5 separate regions of the Mus musculus genome follow, and all the other regions are linked to region 5. A link is a contact called in public Hi-C and promoter capture Hi-C data. All regions are on one chromosome and are shown on one strand. Each heading gives the region's core, a stretch centred on a gene start, on an enhancer-like site or on the middle of the called end of the contact. The rest is flanking DNA. Distances are from core to core; before and after follow the strand shown. Region 1 holds the start of Ogfod1 (2-oxoglutarate and iron-dependent oxygenase domain containing 1). Region 2 holds the start of Bbs2 (Bardet-Biedl syndrome 2 (human)). Region 3 holds the start of Nup93 (nucleoporin 93). Region 4 holds the start of Mt1 (metallothionein 1). Region 5 holds the start of Cfap20 (cilia and flagella associated protein 20).

Region 1 (2,700 bases), core at 8-2,507, 1.4 Mb after region 5:
AGTAAAACAAATAATAAGAGTAGCAAAACTGGCTGGCTATTTCTCTTTAATACCACCCTTTCTTTCCCTAAATTTCTGGGTTTAAAAACAAAACAAAACAAAACAAAACAAAAAAAAAAAAAACAGGTGGTTTTTAACCTCTAACTGATTTCACTTCCACTAGATTATGAATAACAACCAATCTTGACCCAGTGGTGCCTTATAAGCATTATTTCATTTATATTCTCTACAACTGAGGAATCGATGATATAGTCACTACGCCTTTGCAACAGACAAAGAAACTGAGAAGTCTCTGGGCAGCCGGAGCCTGCATTTTATGTAATCATCTTCTGCCTGCGTCCTGAGCGCCCAGGGGTTCCCCTGTTTAAACACTCAAATGAAACAGACAATCGGCAAGTCTGAGAAAATTCAAGACGCACCCAGCCAGAGTCACATTGTATAAGGTAATAACTTGTAGCTATGTCTGGAATGATCGTTCCTTTCAAGATTATGTTGGTTTTGTGCGTCACTTAGGCCAACGACAAGGTACGTGAAAACTGGTAAATCCAGGTGCTTGCTTCTCTGGCAGCTTTCAACACCAGCGTGGGTTAGACAGTCCACGTAACAGCGGAGAGTGACCCTCGCTTGCTAGCTATTTACCGGTTCTCAAGGAAACGTTTATGAATGTCTACAAACATTAGTTTGTCAATCCCATCTTTCGGAGGGGGAATACTATTAACGATTCCGTTTTATAAACGAAGAAACTGGCCCTTAAGCAAAGTTATATGCATTGCCCAATGACGTACAATCAGCAGAGGGATTCTGAGTGACCTCTGATTCTAGAATTCAACCCCCAGGCTACATGTCTCCCACTTCCCCATAGTGTCCGGAGCTTATATTTATTTTCCTCCCCAGGCTTGCCAAATCAAGCAGAATATGGAATGAACCGAGCAGCAGTCAGCGCCCGGGTCGGAGGTGGCTGCGATCCTCCCCACACCTCTTGCTGCCGCGCCTCCCTACAGCACCCCATTACCATGGCTGAACGGTGTCCGGCAGCTCCAGGCCTCAGCCACCTGCTTCCTCAGGATTTCTTCAGTGACAGCGTCCGAAAACTCTGCCGATACCTGCTTCTTTCCCTTCTTCATTGGCCGCGCTGGGCCAGGATCCGCCGGCCGCTTCCCGTTCATCTTCTCACGGTGCACAGACCCACGCCAAGGAAGTCAGGACGCTACTTCCCTCCAGAAACTACAGTTCCCGAAAACCCTCTTTCCTTATTTCACCAGCATTACCCAATGGAAAGGCAGTAAAGCACAGGGAGGCGGGATCTCCACAAAAATAACCAATGGGAGATCAACATATTGCGTCACGCCGCCAGCAATTGGTCAAATGGTCGCAGTGGCCTGCCTCCCAACTTCCTGCCTCCGGAGCGTATTCACTTCCGGCGTGTGTTCCGCGCCTCTTGCTCTCGACTGTTAATGGCGGGTGGTGGCTGCTGAGCGGGACGCAGATAACCGCTGCCCGCCCCGCGGACGTCTCCCCGGGCCCCCGCTTTCTGCACGTCCCCGGCGTCGGAGCTGTTCAGCATGTCTGTGGTGCCGCCCAATCGCTCGCAGACGGGCTGGCCCCGGGGGGTCAACCAGTTCGGCAACAAGTACATCCAGCAGACCAAGCCCCTCACCCTGGAGCGCACCATTAATCTGTAAGTGCGGCGCGGCCTCGGCCGTTGATGCTCTCCCAGTGCGCGCTCCTCCCTCACGCCGGATGCGGGTTGTCCCTTCCGGGATGCGCGCTTTCTTTCCTAGACCTGTTTCTCGACCCCGACTTGGCAGTTTTCCTATTTTAAAAGCGAGGTTCGTTTCCCCCTTTCCCTTCATTCAGCCATGGTTAGAACCTGCGTTTGCTTTGAATTCATAATGTGTGTATCCTTTCAATCCGTTGCTGGTTGTTTCATCGCACATGTATTTGTGTTTATTTGAACAATTCTCAGTTTTGTAGGGTGTACATTTCTTTTACAGTAACTTTTCCAGATTAACCTCTGACATCCTAGTTTTTTTTTTTCCCCCTTTAAATGTTGGGTAGTGTTCCATCCAGTGGCCACATTTTATTAATTTTCGCGCTGTTTGGTCTACCTTTTTGCATTTGTATGTCTTGTCTACCAAAGTGCCAACATACAGTATCATTGCAGACTCCCAGTAGACCTAAAATTGCGAGGACACACTCTGTTGTCTGGTTGTACTTTCAGAGGTCGGAGGTACCTTACATGTTGTCCCGACAGCCTGTTTGCAGGCTGTTTTGTTTTCAACAAACCTTTGTCTTAAGCAGATGATTGCATTTCGGGATCACTCAAACAAAATTTTGTTGTGGCAAGAAATTGAGATTGGGATATAGCTTATAATGTTTGGTACCTCATTCCCTAGTGTGGAGCTGATTCTAATGGGAAAAAAGTGTCCAGTTTAGACTGGTTATTTGTTTAAAATGTGCAAGACATTGCTGAGAGTGGGGTTTGTGTAAGTCATTTTAGTGACTCACCTTTCATATTCAAATAAATAAACAAATCTCTCATATTCAAGTAAATAAACCATTCCTCCTAAAACTAAATGTGACATGAAGTTGAAAACTTGTTGAGCTCTTGAGAACTGTTCTCAAGAACAACTACTACTATTGTTTTTGACAAAACAAGTAATGGCACGCAAACTTCGGTAATGAAATGCAAGGTTTATA
Region 2 (2,700 bases), core at 146-2,645, 1.3 Mb after region 5:
ACACACACACACCATATACCATACATAATTAATGTAATGTAATATGCTATACTATAATATAAGCATAACGGGGAGGGGCTGGGAAGGAGTTTAAAAGAGAGGATAGGTGCTAAGGGATAGAATAATACATAGCCAAAAGCTTGGATGTGGGTTTCAAGAGGGAACGACTCACTTAGTATCTTATCAGCTACATAGACTGCTTAGTAGCTCTAGTTATATCTCAATGGGCTGTTAGGAATTCCACCCCACTCCCATCTTCTTTCTCTCTTTTGTTTTACTTTGAAAATTAGCTTACAAAGTAGCAGGTCTTTTATGACATTTTCATGCATACTATGGCTGGCTGATCCTTCTCACCTGCTAGTTCCTTTCTTCTACTCCCCCCCCCCCCCCCCCCCCCCCCCCCCCCCCCGCACATTTACTCTTCTTTCTTTCCCTTCTTTTTGATGAATACGTTTATAAGGTGACTTCACCGGTGCTTTGAGTAGAGTTTGCAATTTGCTAAGATGAACCGACTTGTCACAAGGATGTAAAGAGTTAAGTCACATCATTTATTTAAGTAGGGTTTCTTGTGAGGTCCCTAGCAAATTACAGATTTACAGCTGGCAAAGGAGAAAGGCCATGTCCGTTTAGTACTTAAGCAGGATTCAGTGCTTTTTCAACATTCTTAGTTGAAAGTCTTTTCATATAAAGGGCATGTTGTCTCTAGCTGAGCAACTTTGTACAAATGCTAATTGTCCTGAAAATCTTGACTCAGCTGGTGGAGCGCCTTAACTGGACTTGGGAGAGAAGTACTCTTTCCCTTCCCATGTCCCTCAACTTTGCATCGTTCTCTACTGCTTTATATTTACCACCTAAACTATTTAAATAAACTATACTCTTTACTTTTATCTTGAGGGGATTATTATTTTCGGGTTACTATTGACGTTTGCCTGGGCATAACAGCTAAAGCAAGGGATACACTAAGCACTTTAACGTTAGTTTTGTTTTGTTTTTTTAATCGTGCGTGTGCATGTCCTTGGAGCTGGTTTTCTGCTTCCAACTCGGGTCATCAGGGTTGGTATCAAGTGTCTTCACCCACTTAACTATCCGCCCCGTAAAGCCTTAGTTCTTGAACGAATGAAAGGGTGACATAGTGTGTGGCGTGTACGGGGTGCAGCTTGGCTGACACGCTACAGAGAATCCTGGGGAGGTACTGGCTTAGACACCGCCATCCCAGACGCCAAGGTAAGGCTTCATCTAACACTAATTTACAGCCGCAGTCCGAGGACAGACAAAGAACGCAGGCCAACCAGGCACGACGCCACTGCGCAGTCGCAGGAGCTAGTTGGGACTTGCGTAGCTCTGCCGCTGGGAGGGTCCGCGCAGGCGTAGAGAGAGTTGGCGACACCGATCGCGCTCTAGTCTGCGCTTCCGGCGCCGGGCCTGTGGCGTTCCGCAGTCCTGCGTGTATTTACCTCCTACTCCTCATCCGCTGCTAGGCAACCGGCCGGCCAAGCTGCTTGCCTTGCGCCTGCGTCGGGCATCTGTCTTCCGCCCCTAGCTGGCGCCATCATGCTGCTGCCTGTGTTCACTCTGAAACTGCGCCACAAAATCAGCCCCCGCATGGTGGCCATAGGGCGCTACGACGGGACTCACCCGTGCTTGGCTGCCGCCACCCAAGCGGGCAAGGTAACCGCTCCCACCCGGACTCCTGCCTCCTCCAGATCCCGCCCCTCACGCTGCCCCGCCCCCTGCCCGCATTGCCTGGCAACCGGTCGCCGCTGTCCTTGGCTCCAGTCCCATCAAAGTGGGATTTCAAAGAACAGCTTTGTAGCAGTGACGTTTTTTATCACCAGGTTCTCAGTGTTGAACAGTATTGAGGACAGATCAGGAACCTAGGGAAAAGAAGTCTCAAGAAAAAGGAGCGCTTGTCCAGGAGTAGCAGCGATTGCTGACTCCAGATTCATGCCCAGGGCCTCTGCTTGCCTCCAGGATTCTCTTCCATATTTGCCTCTTTACAGTGGAGGAAGCGGGTGGGGTGGGGACAACAACCCAATGTTAAATTCAGATTGTAGTTTTGGTCCTTGATCACGTACATTCAGATCTTATCCCCATAACCTAAGTGTTCATTAAATGGTTATTATGAGCCACATACTGAGAAAGGGGTGTCAGGGTCACAGATAAAAAAAAAATTCAGATTTAGACCCAGTTTGCAAACAAAAGAAATTGTGAAAGTGAGATTGAATTCTTGTTGTTAGACTCAGCAGGTATGCCAGGTACACAATTGCATTTGTGTAAGGAGTTTTCAAGACACTGCCATGTGTGTTGTATGTTACCTTATATGCTACTTCTAGGGTTCCGTAGCAGGAACATAAGGATTCGTTTAAATGGGTTATGATTTCATAAACTGGTATGGTGAAGTAAAATGCTGAACATTCGTCTTGGTATGTGATGCTACTAGTTAAGAGGCGCTACCAGTCCTGAGGTAGTGCTACACATTTGTTATTTTATCTGTTCAAGAGATTGGGATCATAAGTTCAAAGCTAGCCTGGGCAACATAGGAAGACCCTGTCTCAAAATTAAAATTTTAGAAGAAGGGAGTTCTTTGTCCAATTGTCACTTGGATAAAGGCATGCACTGCTAAGTTTGATGACCTGAGTTCTGTCCTAGGGACACACAACATGGAGAGAGATCTGACTCTTGTAAGTTGTTGTCATCTGA
Region 3 (2,700 bases), core at 28-2,527, 1.2 Mb after region 5:
AGAACACACAAATGAGAGGAAGAGAGGAGGGAGGGAGGGAGGGAGGGAGGGAGGGAGGGAGAAGAACCCAAGTTCACCACAGCTCCAACAGTTCAAGTCTCATGGTTTTAATATTTATGTTTATTGCTTATGTGTGTGATGTCTTCCCAAGAAAGAAGCCTGTCTCATTCACCACAAGCCTATAATATCAGTAACATTCATTTATTTGATATTTATTGAGCACCTACTTTATTGTGTACCAAACTTAAGTACTAGGTAGGCACTCATGTTCTACAGGGGTCGGGGAAGGACAAACAATACATAGGACAAATAAAACCTAAATGCTTAGGGGAAAAAAAAAAAGCAGTGAAGACAAGAAGAGTGAGGAAAGGCTTAGATTCTAATGGCCCTAGTGAAGACTCCAAGAAAGAGAGCAGACAAAACAGACATCCAACCACAAGAACAAAGCCCTTAAGTCAAAGCATGTCCTGCGGTGGTGTTGGGGGTGGGGAGAGAATGTGGGGTGTAACAGACATTGAAAGTATGGGTCACGTTATTTAAAAGCCTTACAGCTCACTACAGGGAGCTTATATTACTATTGTTGTTGTTATTTCTATGATTAGTATTACTGTTATTATTACTAAAGCGCTGACCTTTGCTTGTACTGAAAGTCATCTAGGGGGGTAGGGGTGGGGCAGGGTCTAATGTAGATCAGGCTGGCTTCAACTCGCTTTGAAAGCGACACCATGCCGCCCATGCTGTGATTTTCTTTCAGAAGGGACCCAATATACTTGGGCATCCCTTACAGAAGACAGGATACAGGGTACCCAGAAACAGGTGAGACAACCGAAGCGGCAATCATTAGCATCCTGTCGGATTCTCCGTAAAAGGAGATTAAAGTTGACAGGGGTTCGCTGGCCGCCCCTTCACCCGGAAGAGCCATTCTCTAGAAGAACGGCCCCCACGCCCCAAAGAGGGCAGTCAGGCCGGGTGACGCCTGGCAGCCGTGGGTGGGCGTGGCGACAGAGCACCAGTGGGGAGGACCACGCTCGGAAGAGCCTAGTCACAGCACTCGGCGAGCAGTCGCCGGCCGGCATGCCCAGCTACAGCAAGAGAGGAAGCACGAGCCTCTTCGAACTAGGCTCGGTGTTCTGCTTCAAGGCCAGGCCCCGAACTCGGGCCCAGGGTCGGCTCGGGGCCGCGTGGGCGCCCACACCTCACACACCTTACCTGCCTCCGTCGCCGCCCGCTGCCGGCTTCTTCACTACGCCGCCGCCGCCGCTTCTCGCGCCGCTCGCCCGCGCCTCCTGATTGGCTGAGGCAGTAAGCTCCCAGAAGCCCCTGCGCGTTGCGCCGCCAAATGAACTTTATGGAGACCCGCAAGAGGACACAGGCGTGGGGGCGGGGCGGGGCCGGAGGCGGGGCTGTCGCTACAAGTAAGTCAAGGAGCTCCGCCCTGCTCCCGCCCACGTGGTTGGAGTTGACAGTCCTAGAGGAAGCATTTCCGCAGTTCCCAATGCTGGGCAGACCCAGAGAGCTCGGCCACTCGGTGTAGAGCTTCAGTCAAGTGCCTGGGCCTGTTCTAGGTGCAGGGAACACGGTGACTTCCACAGCAGACAAGATCCCTGACCTCAAGCAGTTCTCAGCTTGGCCAGGGAAACAAAATATAGTGAATAAATGCAGCAGTAATTAGGAGAGCTAAGAACGGAAAAGCAAACTAATTGAAGAAAAATGGTCGGATGGCCAGGAAAGGTGTCATTCCAACTGAAAGGTGAAAGATAAAAACATGTTTTGGAGTTTCTCAAGGGAAAAGGCTGTCTTTTGGCAGCCTGAACAAGCAAGCTAGGCTGGCCACCTGCCCCGTTGGCCAATTACAGAAAAAAGCAGTGGTGATACCCAAAGAAAAGAGATTACTTCAGTGTGGCCGCGTTGGGAACAAAGTGTGTCACTGGGATATACAAGAACCCTTCAGGAGGTTCTTAGTCTAGTGGGTAAAAGAAATTTGAAAACAGGCGCTGAATGAAAACAATTTTGTTGGGAGTTTGAGAGAAAAATAACAGGACAGGCAAGCTGCAGGTCTCAGCAGCTGCTGAGAGGAGAGACCTGGATAGGAGGAGGTTTTGACAAATGTAAAAGAGTGTGGGGCTAACTGTAAGCACTCGTGTGTGAGTGTGTGTGTGTGTGTGTGTGTGTGTGTGTGTGTGTGTGTGTGTGTGTCCTGGTGCTCAAGGAGGCCAAAAGAGGTCATCAGATCTCCGGAGTAAGATTACAGGTGGTTGTGAGGCGGCATGGGTACTAGGAACCAAACCCAAAGTCCTTTGCAAGAGCAGTATGCTGAGCCATTGCTTTAGCTCCCGTAATAGCCTGTAATCGTTAAAGAGGCACTTTTTGGATTGCACAGTCTCGAACATGTCTAATCTTTCAATGAAGGTCACCGTCCTGACCTAATGAGGACCATGTGAACACAGGCCTAGGCAAGGTTGTCACCATTAATAATTCTAGTTTGGTAGATGCCTGTTTGATAAAGTGTTCTAGTCAGCTTTGCCTTATATGCTTATAAAACATAAATACAATTAACATACAAAGATGCCCACAATGATTAGCATTATAGCTGCACAGAACTTCTTTCTGCCTGCATGTGTATGTTTGTGGTATATATTTGTGTATGTGCAGAAGTATGTGGGCAGCTATGTGCACATGTGCTTGGAGGTCAAAGGTTGC
Region 4 (2,713 bases), core at 102-2,601, 1.3 Mb after region 5:
TCTGTGAGGGCCAGAGGCGGGAGGTAAAGGCACGAGGGGGTCCAAAACCAGATCCCCAGACTATCAAGTCACCCCAGTTTCTTATTGCCAAACCACACCAAGAAAACCAGAGTTAGACTCAAACAGGCTTTTATTATTCACGTACTCGGTAGAAAACGGGGGTTTAGTAAACAGGGTGGAACTGTATAGGAAGACGCTGGGTTGGTCCGATACTATTTACACGTGGTGGCAGCGCTGTTCGTCACATCAGGCACAGCACGTGCACTTGTCCGCGGCGCCTTTGCAGACACAGCCCTGGGCACATTTGGAGCAGCCCACGGGACAGCAGGAGCAGCAGCCTAGAAAGGAGGAGGAAGAGGTCAGCCTGGCTGAAGACCTCTGCTTCCTGTCCCCAACAGAGAAGACCTCGGTTTTTTTAAATAGTTCTCTGTATAGTTCTGTCCCCGAGACAATACAATGGCCTCCGGGAAGCAAAGGACATTTCTCAGAGCCAGTTTTGTAGGAGTTCCCCGCCCCTAGCCTTAGCCGCCACCCAAGGTGTCCCAACTCACTCTTCTTGCAGGAGGTGCACTTGCAGTTCTTGCAGGCGCAGGAGCTGGTGCAAGTGCAGGAGCCGCCTGGGGAGGAGAAAGAAGACAGCATGAGGGAGGCAGCATTACAGCAGTGGCCAACACCACGAGTCCCGGCTCAGTTCACTAAGTCCTCCTCGGAGCTGCAGGGAGCCTAGCCCCACTTTTCTCCTCACAGGTTAAGTCAGGGATTATGTCTTTGAGTCCCAAGACATAAAGGTCCTTCACCTCTTTCTTAATTCAAGCAATTCACAGTAAGTTTAGTAATGCCTGGGACTCAACCCAGATGTCCCCACTAACTGGGTGATCAGGAACCGGACATTTGCGCGTCTAAATCCTAGCCCCAACCCCGCCAAAGGACCCGTTCGACAATACTCGTAACTAATGAAGGCTTTTGCAAGAGCGGATTCTAGAAAGAACCGGAATGAATCGCCAACTAAAGGTGCCTATTCCCGCCAAGCCTCTACAACTCGGGGATTCCGCTCTGCGGTCCCAACTTGGTATTCTAAAGACCAAGGATCGGGAGTCTTACCGGTGGAGCAGGAGCAGTTGGGGTCCATTCCGAGATCTGGTGAAGCTGGAGCTACGGAGTAAGTGAGGAGAAGGTACTCAGGACGTTGAAGTCGTGGTGACGCTTAGAGGACAGCCTGCCCTCTTTATAGTCGTTGGACGAGTCCGGGCGCAAAGGGTTTGCACCCAGCAGGCGGTTGCTCCAGCCCACGCATAGTCACGCGCCCCGCGTCCTTGGCAGAGCCGAGCGCACTTTTCGGGCGGAGTGCAGAGCTCCCTGGAGCGCCAGTGTGCACAGCGGGACCGCCCCTTTGGCACGACTGGCTCGGATAGGACGACCCATGTGACGTGTGGAACATCATGTCCCTATAGTGCTTTCCCCGATATTACGGCCTATCGCTGCTCTGGAGTTTACGAGAACTCACCCCGGAAAGCCAGCTATCTCCGTAAACCCATTCGCAGCGTGGTAACCTCAGCTTCTCCTTTCCTGGAGTTCCTGAGCAGCGACCAGCTCCGCCCAGGTCTCTCTCTGGATCGAAGCTAGGAGAAGAGGAGACAGTTTTATAAAGACTAGCCTTGATTATTTTAGCCAACAGAACTCATCTCAACATTATTCTCTACTCCTGAGGGGGCTCATCTAAGAATGTCCAGGGCTGAGGGGTCACTCACCTTAACCCATCTGCTCTACTCCAGGCTGGTTTTAAAAACCAAGGTACCCTCCCTCCAGAGAGATCATTTTAGGTGGGGACTGCATTAGATAAAAAAAATAAAGTCAGCTATTTCTTTCTTTCTTTTTTTTTTAATGCTTCTGATTTTGAGTAACATTAGAGTCTGCTGTCAGGCAGGCCTTGTGTCCTGGGCAAGAGAACAGCTACACTGTTGGCTCATGCATACCATCACTTCTGAGCTATACGACTTTGGGCAGGTTTTTGCTTAACTGTGGTAGAACCACCACCAGCAATATGTCTATTATGCCAGAACCAGGAGTTAAACCAATTTCTCATTTAATACCTATAGAGAGATGCAAATTCTATTTACACACAAGGACAGAGGATTCAGAGGTTCAGTGACTTGCCCAGGCCATATATCCAGTCAGTAGTACAACGGCTGTGAACCAGCACTGCCTGGCACTAACGCTCCTGTATTTGTCCCACGTTCTCTTGCTGTGATTCTGTACAAAGTTCATCTGTAGGCAGAGAAGGCACCAGGTGCTGGGCTATGACACTCCCCCCCCCCACACACACACTTCCCCCTCCTCTTCCCCCTCTCCCTCTTCCTCCTCTTCTTCCTCCTCTTCTCCGTTCTTCTCCCCTTCTTTCTCCTCTCTTCTTCCTTTTTCTCCTCCTCCCCCCTCCTCCTCTTCCTCCTCCTTCATGGTGGTTTAGATACAAGTGTCTTTCTATTATCAACCCACTGGTTTGGTAGTATAATATTACCCAGGGCGTTTCTCCTTCCTCCGGATATTTCCTCTTGGAGGAGACAACACAGCAATACCCTCTGCGTGGGAAGATCCAAAAAAAAACCTTCATTTGGAACTGAGTCTTTATCTATACAGTTAAATTCTTGCCTTAGGGTAGCTCTTTAATCTCAGCTCTTAGAAGTCAGAGGCAGATGATCTCTGCAAAATTCAAGGC
Region 5 (2,700 bases), core at 84-2,583:
TTCTATTTATTTATGTTTTGTTTCTGAGTTCTCTATCTGTATGTACACCTTCAGGCCAGAAGAGGGCATCAGTTCCCATTACAGATGGTTGTGAGCCACCATGGGGTTGCTGGGAATTGAACTCAGGATCTTTGGATGAGCAACCAGTGCTCTTAACAGCGGAGCCATCTCTCCAGCCCCGAGGATATTTTGAACAACTTAAAAACAATCAAGCTATAAATTATTCACTTGGCTTAGAGTACATAAAGAATTCCCAGATATCATGCAAAAATTAATTCCATATAACAAGTTTCATTTTTATATAGTAATAGATTCACATAGTTTTCACGATATCTAGAAATTCTGGCTGGAGTACTCAAAGCTTTGGTGTGAGGGTAGAGTGAGTTAATACAGGGTAAGGCATCACATATACCCGTCACATAGTAAATGTGTAAACTTTGCAACTATGATCGTTAAAATTGCTAAAGTGATCGTCTGTGCTTCAAACTCTTTTCTGTGCGCCAGAACACAGGCCTGGGTGGAACACCATTTAGGAAGACGCTCAGCGACTGGTGGAAGTCTTCCACACTTGAGATTTCCTTCTACTTGAAATACACAGCGTATGTCTTTCCTACAATATTCCAGAAATTGACACACTTTTTTTAAAAAAATCAGCTGTCGGTTCAACTCAACTATTCCACTTTTAAGATTTTATTAATTTTTGTTTATATCTTAATATTCCGGCTTTCTTCTTTTCGAATCAATGCATTTAAAGAGATACGCTTTCCCCCAGAGTATTGCTTTTACAGCAGCTCATTCACTGTAACTTGATAATTAAAGGTGATGATGTAAATTGGGCAATCAATACTGGTTCATTAGCTCACACGTTCTCCTGGGCCAACCAATATTTGTTTTTTGCGACAGGGTGTCTCTGAGTCCTGGCTGTCCTGGAGCTCGATATGTAGACCTCAAATTCAGAGATCTTTCTACCTCTGCTGGGATTTAATCCGGTACTAGGATTAAAATCTGGAGTCAACACACCCAGGGATAATATTTATCTGTCGTTGGCACAAAGCCACCTTCCTCACTCTTCCCGCCCTTCGGGGGAGGGGTCTGGCATGACTCCACCCCTCCACGCGCCTCCCGGTTCCCATGACACCACGCAGGCACTGTAAACACGTGAGGTAAACTTAAAGTCTCCTTCCGCTGTTCTAAACCAAGTCTGGGCCCCGGCGGGGAGGGGCGGGGAATAGTCCCTTGGCAACCAAGTTCCGCGCCCGAGGGGGCAGGAAGGGGCGGGCCTAAGGGCGGAAGGAACCGGAAACCGTTCTTTCTGCGGCAGGACTGGGCAATGCGCCTCCGAGGGGCGGGCCCAAGCGTGCGGAGGGATCCGTGGCGGGCCGAGGCGGCGCTCCGCCTCCTCTCCGGCAGGCTCGGCGGCGCGGGCGGCAGTTGCTGTGGTTTCGGTGCTGAGGTGGCTCGGTGCTCACCGAGGCTTACGGATCTGCGTCACGCCGCCGCTTCCCGCCGTCAGTGGCTGCAGCTCTCAGCGTCCTACCTTCGGACCGGCGGCACCCGCTCTCTTTCGCCGCTCGGTGCCGATCTCCAATCCCGGGCCTAGGGCGGCGGCTGCGGGGCCGCGGCTGGCGAGATGTTCAAGAACACGTTCCAGAGTGGCTTCCTTTCCATCCTCTACAGCATCGGCAGCAAGCCCCTGCAGATCTGGGACAAAAAGGTGAGCGGTGGGGGCGGGACGGGGGTGGGGCCGACTAGCCGCCCACGTGATGGAGTGGCTACCGAGCCTTGACGTCCCGGTCAGTAGAATGGGGGCAGAGTGCCCACAGCCTAGCTTGAAACGCATAGCACTTTGAAGAAAGACATGCATGTGTTCGCTGGTGCCAAGCACTGTTGCTGCACTCCATACGGAGGGCCTTTTCCCCGGACATCCTGAGCACCGGCCAAGCCAGACTTGTTCTGATCCCATTCATTAGCTCCATCCGTCGACAGCCAAACCTTTGGAACTTGCTGCGAGCCCTCTGTAACTTAGAGTCCGTACTATTCTTCCTGTACTGGCCTTCTCCATTGGGAAACCTGCAAAAAGGTGATTGTTAGGGGCTTCTCGAGAGCCAGTATCAAGCCTCTGTATTTTTATCCAGCCGTCCTCTAGAATGGATGGTGTTTTTGCTTGCCACATGAGATGGTGGCCTTCCCTGTTCACTTTTGGAGATATTAAGATCTAGATGAAATGCCTTGCCGTTTCTTTTCTCATGAAGATTCCTGGGGCAGTGAGCTGGACCGTTTTTTTGTTTTGTTTTGTTTTTGAATATAAAGTGGTCACTCTAATGTGGAAGCCAGGTGATTTAGGGAATATCTTTAGTTCTGCCCTCGGCTGGGGAAGATGGAGAGAGGTGATATGCCTAGTGTGGTGTTCATAGAGATGTATATAGAATGGGTGGAGTAAGTCAAGATTATTCGTAGTAGGACTAGAACAATGTCTTTCCTAATTCACAGAGAAGGGCTTTGAGACACACAGTGGTTGACAGAGTACCTGCATTGCCTTCTGTTTGTCACTGCTAGGCAGTCGTGTGTTCTGAGGACAGCTTTGAGAGAAACCTGTTGGGAGTGTCTTGTCATTTGGCTAAGACAGTTGAGAGTTCCTCAAGATCTGGCCTTTGGTATGTAAGCAGTCTGACCAACTCTTTCAGATCCATAGCTAGAGTT

Evidence for each region. Promoter capture Hi-C pulls out the DNA fragments that hold promoters and counts their contacts. Hi-C and Micro-C count contacts between places; a contact is called where the count stands out from the background. Capture Hi-C pulls out chosen DNA fragments and counts their contacts.
Region 1: a contact with region 5 is called in a Hi-C map of CD8 T cells, with 6 times the contacts expected there. The contact joins the promoter of Ogfod1 here to the promoter of Cfap20 in region 5. A contact is called at or near these places in 1 of 39 promoter capture datasets (pre-B cells), 5 of 484 Hi-C or Micro-C datasets (B cells, CD4 T cells, CD8 T cells and 2 more), 1 of 115 datasets of contacts at active chromatin or transcription factors (pancreatic cancer cells) and 2 of 9 other capture datasets (adipose tissue and liver).
Region 2: a promoter capture Hi-C map of pre-B cells shows a contact between it and region 5, with 5 times the contacts expected there. The contact joins the promoter of Bbs2 here to the promoter of Cfap20 in region 5. A contact is called at or near these places in 2 of 39 promoter capture datasets (liver and pre-B cells), 6 of 484 Hi-C or Micro-C datasets (CD4 T cells, CD8 T cells, natural killer cells and 2 more), 2 of 115 datasets of contacts at active chromatin or transcription factors (bone marrow-derived macrophages and large pre-B cells) and 1 of 9 other capture datasets (liver).
Region 3: a promoter capture Hi-C map of pre-B cells shows a contact between it and region 5, with 2.7 times the contacts expected there. The contact joins the promoter of Nup93 here to the promoter of Cfap20 in region 5. A contact is called at or near these places in 2 of 39 promoter capture datasets (erythroid cells and pre-B cells) and 1 of 115 datasets of contacts at active chromatin or transcription factors (large pre-B cells).
Region 4: a contact with region 5 is called in a promoter capture Hi-C map of adipose tissue, with 2.3 times the contacts expected there. The contact joins the promoter of Mt1 here to the promoter of Cfap20 in region 5. A contact is called at or near these places in 1 of 39 promoter capture datasets (liver), 2 of 115 datasets of contacts at active chromatin or transcription factors (embryonic stem cells and pancreatic cancer cells) and 2 of 9 other capture datasets (adipose tissue and liver).

The regions. Positions count from the first base shown.
Region 1 is chr8:94,035,755-94,038,454 of GRCm38.p6, reverse strand. It overlaps Ogfod1 (2-oxoglutarate and iron-dependent oxygenase domain containing 1), which reads right to left and starts at 1,257. Exons shown (of 13, transcript NM_177767.4): 1 at 1,013-1,257. The coding sequence starts at 1,166. Nudt21 (nudix (nucleoside diphosphate linked moiety X)-type motif 21) reads left to right here and starts at 1,416. Exons shown (of 7, transcript NM_026623.3): 1 at 1,416-1,678. The coding sequence starts at 1,563.
Region 2 is chr8:94,097,204-94,099,903 of GRCm38.p6, reverse strand. It overlaps Bbs2 (Bardet-Biedl syndrome 2 (human)), which reads left to right and starts at 1,395. Exons shown (of 17, transcript NM_026116.3): 1 at 1,395-1,668. The coding sequence starts at 1,552. It overlaps Gm39226 (a long non-coding RNA gene), which reads right to left and starts at 362. Exons shown (of 2, transcript XR_879106.1): 1 at 1-362.
Region 3 is chr8:94,213,141-94,215,840 of GRCm38.p6, reverse strand. Nup93 (nucleoporin 93) reads right to left here and starts at 1,277. Exons shown (of 22, transcript NM_001357266.1): 1 at 1,210-1,277.
Region 4 is chr8:94,177,727-94,180,439 of GRCm38.p6, reverse strand. Mt1 (metallothionein 1) reads right to left here and starts at 1,351. Exons shown (of 3, transcript NM_013602.3): 1 at 1,102-1,351; 2 at 552-617; 3 at 113-338. The coding sequence starts at 1,129. The coding sequence ends at 247.
Region 5 is chr8:95,433,502-95,436,201 of GRCm38.p6, reverse strand. Cfap20 (cilia and flagella associated protein 20) reads left to right here and starts at 1,333. Exons shown (of 6, transcript NM_008187.2): 1 at 1,333-1,714. The coding sequence starts at 1,631.